2 separate regions of the Mus musculus genome follow, and region 2 is linked to region 1. Evidence: chromatin contacts called from public HiChIP or PLAC-seq data. All regions are on one chromosome and are shown on one strand. The core of a region is the stretch at or near the end of the contact, and the rest is flanking DNA. Distances in the headings are between cores, read along the strand shown.

The links. HiChIP or PLAC-seq counts read pairs in DNA pulled down with a chosen protein or histone mark.
Region 2: an H3K4me3 HiChIP or PLAC-seq map of embryonic stem cells shows a contact between it and region 1, with 2.5 times the contacts expected there. The contact joins the promoter of Unc5a here to the promoter of 5330429C05Rik in region 1. A contact is called at or near these places in 4 of 39 promoter capture datasets (the 3T3-L1 cell line, 3T3-L1-derived adipocytes, embryonic stem cells and 1 more), 3 of 484 Hi-C or Micro-C datasets (the N1E-115 cell line, cerebral cortex and embryonic stem cells), 10 of 115 datasets of contacts at active chromatin or transcription factors (craniofacial prominence, embryonic forebrain, embryonic hindbrain and 3 more) and 2 of 9 other capture datasets (liver and pancreatic islet).

Annotation. Positions count from the first base shown.
Region 1 is chr13:54,911,732-54,915,575 of GRCm38.p6, reverse strand. It overlaps 5330429C05Rik (RIKEN cDNA 5330429C05 gene), which reads right to left and starts at 2,341. Exons shown (of 2, transcript NR_167691.1): 1 at 2,264-2,341; 2 at 1,101-1,505.
Region 2 is chr13:54,947,366-54,951,382 of GRCm38.p6, reverse strand. Unc5a (unc-5 netrin receptor A) reads right to left here and starts at 1,972. Exons shown (of 16, transcript NM_153131.4): 1 at 1,652-1,972. The coding sequence starts at 1,721.

The DNA.
Region 1 (3,844 bases), core at 1,092-3,591:
CTGAGAGGTGGGGTGGGGAGGTTTTGGTTGTTGGTTGAGGGTTGTTGTTAGTTGCTTTTGGCCATGGTTTGTTAAGTAGTCATGTGTTAAGAAGCAGGAGAAATTAGATATTGTAAAGGCAAAGGTCAAACTTGTCCCAAGGAACTCAACACCCCTAACAAGCAGGAAGTAGTCTAATGATCGCAACGCCCCCTCTCCCCACTAGCCTTTTTTCTCTCCTATTTAGTATTAGGGGTTTGAAAAGGTGGAAAAGGGTGGGGGAAGAAGAACCCACAAAATGGCGGAAGCACAACTACTGTCAGCATCTGGCCTTTCCATCCACACTCCCTCCCTGCTTACTGGCTGCCCAGAGATGAGCGGCTCAGAAGCTATGAGCTTCCACCTGTCCTGCCTCACCATCTCTAACAGCAGTGGATCCAGCCAGAGACTGTCACCCTGAGCCAGAGGAAGCCTTTCTTCACGTGAGGTTTTCAGTCACTTGGCCACCACAATAAAAACTGGTTTAACACAGACACTGTCGCTGGATCCCAGGCCCACTCAATCTATGAGAATTTCCTCATCCCAAACTTCCCAGTTACACTCTCAAAGGCTTCCTAAACAAGTCACATTCACAGGTTCCCAGACTAAGGACATGGCCTTAGGAGATCCCCCACCCCCACCCCACCCCTAACCCCCATGAGTCACCAGCCCTCAGACTGAAGCTTTCTGACACAGTGAAGGCTACTGGGAAAAGAAGTCAAGAGCTGGGGGTCCAGGTGAGCAAGGTCTGGTTTTTTGTGACAACCCTCTCTTTAACGTTTGGATTCTTTCCCTCCCCGCCACCCCATGTGTGTTAGCTGTTTTCTCAAACTTCACACAATAGCTGTGTAACTTTTTTTTGCATATATTAATCACCTCTTTGGTTTCTACCTACTGTCCTTCAACAAGGACTCATTCAGAGTGTCTGTACACACACACACACACACAGAGAGAGAGAGAGAGAGAGAAAGGGGGAGACCCCCTGAACCCCCTGATTGGGGTCTTCAAATTCACCCTCACTTGCATATCAAACACCCGGGAGTTGTCTCTACTTTCTTAAGTTGACTCTCACCCATAATTTCATTCTTGATACTTTGTTATTTATTTTTGAGAAAGAGCAACTTAGAGACATATAGTTCGTTGCTTTTTAAGTCTCCATGAAAAAATGTCAACTGCCCAGCCAGGCATGGTGACACACCCCTGTAAAACCTGCCTCTGGAAGGTGGAAGCAGGAAGCCCAGATGTTCAAGGTCATCCTGGCTGATGGATTCATCGCTTTTTCTTTCTCTGTGTGTGAGGTGCACATACATGCTCATGTAGATGGGCATACGTGCCAATGGATTCCAGAAATTCACGTTTCTTCTTCCCTACCTTCAGGAGTGTGGAGACAAGAGCTCAGCCATTACACGGATGCTAGGGTCCAAACTCAGGTCCTGATGCCTGTGCCATGATCTCCCCAACCTCTCTCTGAATTATTTTTCACCTTGCTGTAACAGAAGCAAATCCAATGAGACTTCAGTAAGAGAGCTGGTGTTTATTCTGCCTCAAGACTTGAGTGCAGTGGCAAAGTTAAGGTAACAGGGGTGTGAAGCAGGTGGTTACATTGTGACCACAGTCCGGAGGCAGAGAGAGATGAATCCTGGGGCTCAGCTCCCTCCTCCTTCTTACTCAGCCCAGGACACCTCCCCCAGTGGTGCTCCCCCCCACACACACATTCAGGGGTCTTCTCTCTTCAAGTTAAACCTATTGGAAACACTCTCATAGAGACCCACCCAGAGCTGTGTTTCCATGGTGATTCTAAACCAAATCAAACTGGTAATAGATATTAACAGTGAGTTCTTGGCCTGTAGATCTGGAGAACATGGGGTGGGGGTGGGGATAACTGGGAAGGGTCTTTCATTACCTAGTCCCCCTCCCCCCAAACCAGTTGGACACCATAGAACGTGGGCTCAGGAAACCAGAGCTTCTGGCTTCTCGGGAGAAGCTGATCAAGCACAATTTTACATGAACAATTTAATGTAGGAAGCTGATTAAAAATTTTTTAACTGCTGTGTAGGGCAAATAAAATATACTCAAGTCAGATTTAGCCTTCGGCCTGCTTTATAGAACCTTCGTCCAATGTGTTAGCATTTCAAGTTCCTGGCCACCCTCCAGCTATAGGCTCACCTCCTCTCCAGCGGCTAAGCAGACCTCTCCTCTCCCCTCCCCTTCCCTCCCCTCTCTCCCGTCCCAGCCCCTCCCCTACCTTCCCAATCCGTTTGTCATCTTTCTCCCTTCTTGAGCTCCAGCCTCCTGGTGTACTAACAGTAGAAAGGAAGCAACTAAAAAGGCAACCCAGAACCTGAGGAGGCAGAGGCTAAACCCCCACCCAGCCCGCCCCTTGCTCGCGCGGGGGAGGGCAGGCCTGCCCAGAAGGGCTAGGAGGGGGCAGTGGCTGGTTCCTGGCTAAGCGCCTGGTTGTTTTGGACACTCGTGTCTGCAGACTGTTCTGTTCTCAAACTAATGATGCCATTTTTAGTGACTCATTAGGATATTCATTAAGAGTTGTTAGCACATCAAAACAGTGTTGGTGAGGGCCGGCGGAGGGCGGCTTCCTGGACATTAGCAATTGTCTGAATTCCTTGGCAGCAGGGAAGGGACAGAATGACAGCAAGCAGATTCCTAAATGCTAGCGGTTCAGGGGGCCACTGCTTCTTAGCTTCTTGGGCACCCATGGGTGTATGTGCAGGCATTCGGTGTCTTCTTCTGGTACAAGACACAGCCACACTCACGCTACTCTTCCTGCACTGGAGAAGTGATATCTAGGCCCTGCCTCAGGACCTTTGCACTCACTGAGTTGCAGTGCTCTTACCTCGGCCCCTAAAATGTGCCCTTTCTGGGCATTTCGCTCTGGCTCCCTCTCTGCTACTGGCAAGCCCTTGCCCCTCCACACTGCATGGACTGAGGTAGGTCTCCCTCAGGTTGCCCCACCTTTGCTTGCTGTTTTCCTGTTTCTCCCCCAACTGGAGCGACAGTTTCCTGAGGTCAGAGGCTTGGTCTATTGGGTCCCCAGCTCCTCTGCTCCAGTAGGAGTCCTGGGCATAAGGTGCGTGACTATTTGTTTAACGCAAAGTGGTAAGAAAGCCCCATATTCTCAGCCCAGGGTGACAAATGGCCTGGCATATCTCCCTCGCGCTAAATCTCCAAGTAATACTGCCCATGGCTTTTCTTAAAAAGTCTGACATCTCTGGAGGAAGGCCACGTGAGACAGTGCGTTAATTTCTTCAGCTCAGGGTTCTTTTCCGCAAAGGACTCCCGAGCAAGAGCGCCAGCGACCAGCCCCGCCCACCCCATCTCGGCTCGCAGCGCCTGGAGTGTGCCTCAGGTGCTGGCGGCAGCAGGCAGGGATCAGGCCGGGCATCCCGGGGCCAGACTCTGCCAATAGATTATTTCTCTGAGTAATTAAGATGGAATTAAAAATTAATTCTTTCCTTCAGCTTGATTGCATTTCAAGGGATAAACGGGGTGTTACGGTTTCTCTGCTGGTTTTTCTACCTAAAATTGACTGGATGGTGTGGTGAGGGCAGAGAGGTGTTGGGTTCGTCCCTGGAGAGGGAGCTGGGATCTGGCCTCAGGAGAGGATGAGCTGGCCTTGGCAACTTGGCGTGTTAGCTGAAGATGCTGTAGTTTTGGTCTGCTTGACGCTGGGACGCAAGGTGACTCAGACCCTGTGTGCTCCGGAGAATGTGGGCTGCAGCAGCCTGTGAAACCTGGCTCCCACCGGCTCTGCAGGGATATCCCTCTTCCCTAGAGCCCAGTCTTTGTCTAGGAAAGGAATGGGCCACCT
Region 2 (4,017 bases), core at 723-3,222, 36 kb before region 1:
ACGCATACAGCATGTTAGTACTCATCTGACCGTACACATGACAGCACTACCCATGCCACATCAGTGGTGCCCCCTGCCCCCATTACCCAGGACACATGTCAGTCCACACCATTCCCACCCAGGTGCTCACGTGGCAAAATGCAGCTCTGACCACACAGCCCCTCTCACACACATGCAACTCAGTAAACATTTCCTGGGGACCCATTCAGTGTCTGGCAGCACCTCCTCTGACACCCCCAGCTCATGACTATGGCCAGTCCTGCAACTCACACCCCTAAAGCTAACATATACAACATGAATACACAGCCAACAGCAGGCAGCCCAATCTGAGGGTTCGTCAGGATTAAAAGGGGAGGCCATTAGGAAGAAGGGCTGGTTAAAGTGAGGATTTAGGGTGCATTGACAGGGGAAGGAGGCAGAGCAGGGGGGACGAGGTAGAGGACTTAAGGGGCAGGATGGGGAGGGCAGTCGAGGCAGTGGTGGGTGAAGGATGCAGTACGCAGAGACTCTTCAAGGAACCAGCCATCGACCTTAATCATCTGGTCCTTGACGGAGCTCTCGTCTTTCTAGATTGGCAGTTCAGAAATCCACACCCTTAGGAGAAACTGGCCTTGCCAGCCTAGGGATCACCTCCCGGGAAGCAGGCTCTGGGGGCATCAAGCACCAAGAATTGCTCAGGCACCCTTCCCAATACCCAGAAGCTCAGCACTGCCAAATCCTTAGGGGCCAGGAGATTAGGGACCCCCACAGCTCGGTCTAGGTGCGGGCTTTGGGAGATTAGACAAAACCTCCCCCCCCCCCCAGGCCTCTCACGCAAGGAGGTGGGCTAAAAGGCTAGGTTATGAAGGGGCTGGTTAGGGTGGCCAACAAGACACGCGGGGAGACTGCAGGGCTGTGGAGTTTCTGAGAGGTTCTCAGAGCCCGCCAACCAACAGCCAACAGCAAACAACTCCCCTTCGCCCTCCTCTTCCCCCCTCCCACCTCCAGCAGCGAGGCCAGGAACCACAGGCCACCACAGGGGCCCCAGTGCTTTGACTACCGGCTGCAAGAGCTGAGGGCTGTTGGATGCCTCCACGCCTGAGTGTGTGCGTGTGCAAGCCTGTGTGTGGTGGGGACAGAGGAGGACACTATGTTCTAGACGTGGGCACAGGCCAGGTGCCAAGCTAGAAATTGTGAGTGGCTGTTTGGGGCAGTCCTACCTGGAAGAGCTGTCTTACCCCCCCCCCCCCCCACACACACACCCCATTTTCTGAGCACTAGCATATGGCCTTGAGTCCTTCAAGTCTTGTCTTTTTGTCTTTCCTGGATTATTTCAAACTGCCGTCGCGCTCCCCCCCCCCCCCCATCATTCTCCCGGGCCCGTGAAACCAGCAAAAACTTCCCCCACCCGGAGGCGTGGGGCGTCTACACTCGCCAGCCCCGTGCGCTGACAGCTGTTCTGGACTTGGCAGAAGCAAGGCTTCCGGGAGAGCGCACCAGGAAGCTGCGCAGCAGCGAGTGGCGGCCCCCGCGTCCTGCCCAGCAAAGTTTGGCCTCCGGGGGCTCCCAGACGGGTCGGCCGCGCAGGTCACGGCCACCTCCTCCCCAGAGCTAAGCGTTCGCGCGCACGGTCCCCCGCAAGCCTCCCCAGAGCGCGCGCGGCGTGACTCACCCGAACCACGAAGCCAGGCAGTGAGGACTATGCCCAGGAGCGCTGGCCACAGGCCGGGCCGGACGGCCATGGCCGCGGGCGGACGAGCGGGCTGGACTAGGGGCCCCGCGGGCGGGAGAGAGGCTGTCAGCGCCTCAGCCGAGAGCCCCACCTCGGGGCGCCCCCGGGGCCCATGCCAGAGGACAGCGCTGCCTCCGGGCGGCCGGCTGCGGGGCGCACGCGGCGCGTGGCTCCCCTGGGCACCCGGAGCGCAGCAATGCAGCCGGGGCGGAGCGCAGCGCCAGCCGCGCCGCGCACCGAGCCAGCCGCCGCGCGGAGCCCGCAGCCGGGGAGCGGGCCGGCGGGCGCCGCAAAATCCGGACTGGAGCGGCGGAGCGGGGCGGAGGCGGGGCGGGGCGGGGGAGGAGGGGCCGGGCGGCGCTGCGAGCGCGGGCCACCCCCTGCACCGGGGATCCCTTCGGGCAACGCCTGAGGCTCCCCCAGGGAGGAGCTGGGGTAGTGGGCGGGGAGGCCTCCCACCACCCCTCTCAGTCTCCAGGGACAGAGACAGGACTCTGGATCCCGGAGTGGATTGCTTTTCCGGATCTGGCATCACCCTGGTCCGCCAGTCGGCGCACAGGTGGCCCGGGAGGGGCCCCGGGCTGCGGCGACCCCGGCGCAGCGCCAGCCTGCGGAGAGCAGCTCGACTCTGGAGTGCCCCAGGCAGGTTCCGCTGCAGTCCCTGCTTGCACCCCTGCCTCCGGGCTGCGCTCCGAGATCGTCAGCGCGCCGTGGTAGGCAGCTGGCGGGCGGCTTGGATGGGGGACTGCAGGAGAGGTCCCGGGGCCCAGCCGGCGCGCAGGAGCCGCCAGGCCCCCACCGTCTCACCATCCGCCTCCCCAAGACAGCCTGGTGGGCTTCAGGGGCAAGCGTAGCAGCGTGGCCCCAGGCTTTCTTAATCCCTCCACGCCGCTGGCCCAAAGGAAACAACCTTAGGGCGCAGCGCAGCCTGTAAGGAGCGTCGTGTTGTTTGCGCCCCGAGCGCGCGCGGCGCTGGAGACGTGGGCGTGATGCAGGAACCAGAAGGGTTTTGGGAGCTACAAACTCCTGGGGTAGAATAGAAGTGTCACATTCTTCTGGCTCTGTGACCTTGGGCAAGTCACGGGGCGTCTCTGGATCCCAGCAGAATGACCGCTGGAGGATCTCCTATTCCCCACCCCCATTCCCTAAGCTGGTTAAAATAAACAGAAGGCTGCCCTAGAGAAGGAAAATAAACGCTCTCGGTGTGCACAGGGCGAGGGATCTGAAAGAGAGGGTCCCACTTCTGGCCAGGAGGAGAATGAGAAGGGTGAAGACGGTCACACACTCAAACGCCTCCAGCGCCGATCGATAATATAAATTGGTGCTGCAGGCCAGATGATATAAGAATGGTCTTGGCTTCCACAAAGAGATATGAGCTCTCCTATATTTCTTGAGACACGAGGCCCTCTCTCGGTCTGTCTTTTGTTTCCCACTTTTTATAGAGAAGGTTATGAAAAATGTTTTGCTTTATTCTGCTCTCTTGTATATGTGTATATCTGCATATGTATATGTGTGTGTGTGTGTGTGTGTGTTTCTATTCACAACCAAAGCTCCAGATGTGAATGTACAGATTTTGGGCCTCAGGGCCAGACAGGCAGGGAGACAGGGCACAGGGTCATATCGAAATGGCTCTCTTGTTCTAGGTGCCTGTTGGGAGGGGAGGAGCCAATTGGTTTTGTTTACCAATTTTCAATAGAAGCTGTTGTCTGGGAAAATAATTTTTTTAAAGATGTGTGTGTGTGTGCACGTGTGTGTGCGTGTGCATGTGAGTGCGTTGCATAGTGCCTGTGTGGAAGTCAGAAAACAGCTTGTCATTTCTCTCCTTATGTGAGATTCGGGGATGAAAGCCAGGTTGTAAGGCTTGATAGCAAACCCCATTATTCACTGAGGCATCTTGGTGGCCCTAAAATTGATTTTTAATACATGTGTGTATTTATAACCTCTTTTACCCAGATGATCATACTCCCCAACTTCAGCTTTTTAGACAAACACATTAGAGAGTAGAGCTGATCTACAGGCTGCTCCAGTGTGTGTGTGTGTGTGTGTATGTGTATGTTTTGTATGTGGTGTGAGTGTGTGTGGTGTGTGTGTGAGAGCAGTTGTTGTATGCCCAGGCTATTCTCCTGTATTCTATTAATACCCCTACAGTGCTCTCCTGGATCTGAATTTGGGTTCACAGTGTGGAAGAAATGTTGAAGGCTTGGGGTTTGGACACTGAAGGGAGGCCGTTGTCGATTAGGGCATGGTGTACATGAGGAAGTAACAATGTGTTTATTGGATAGTACTATGCCCTTGCCTACATCTGT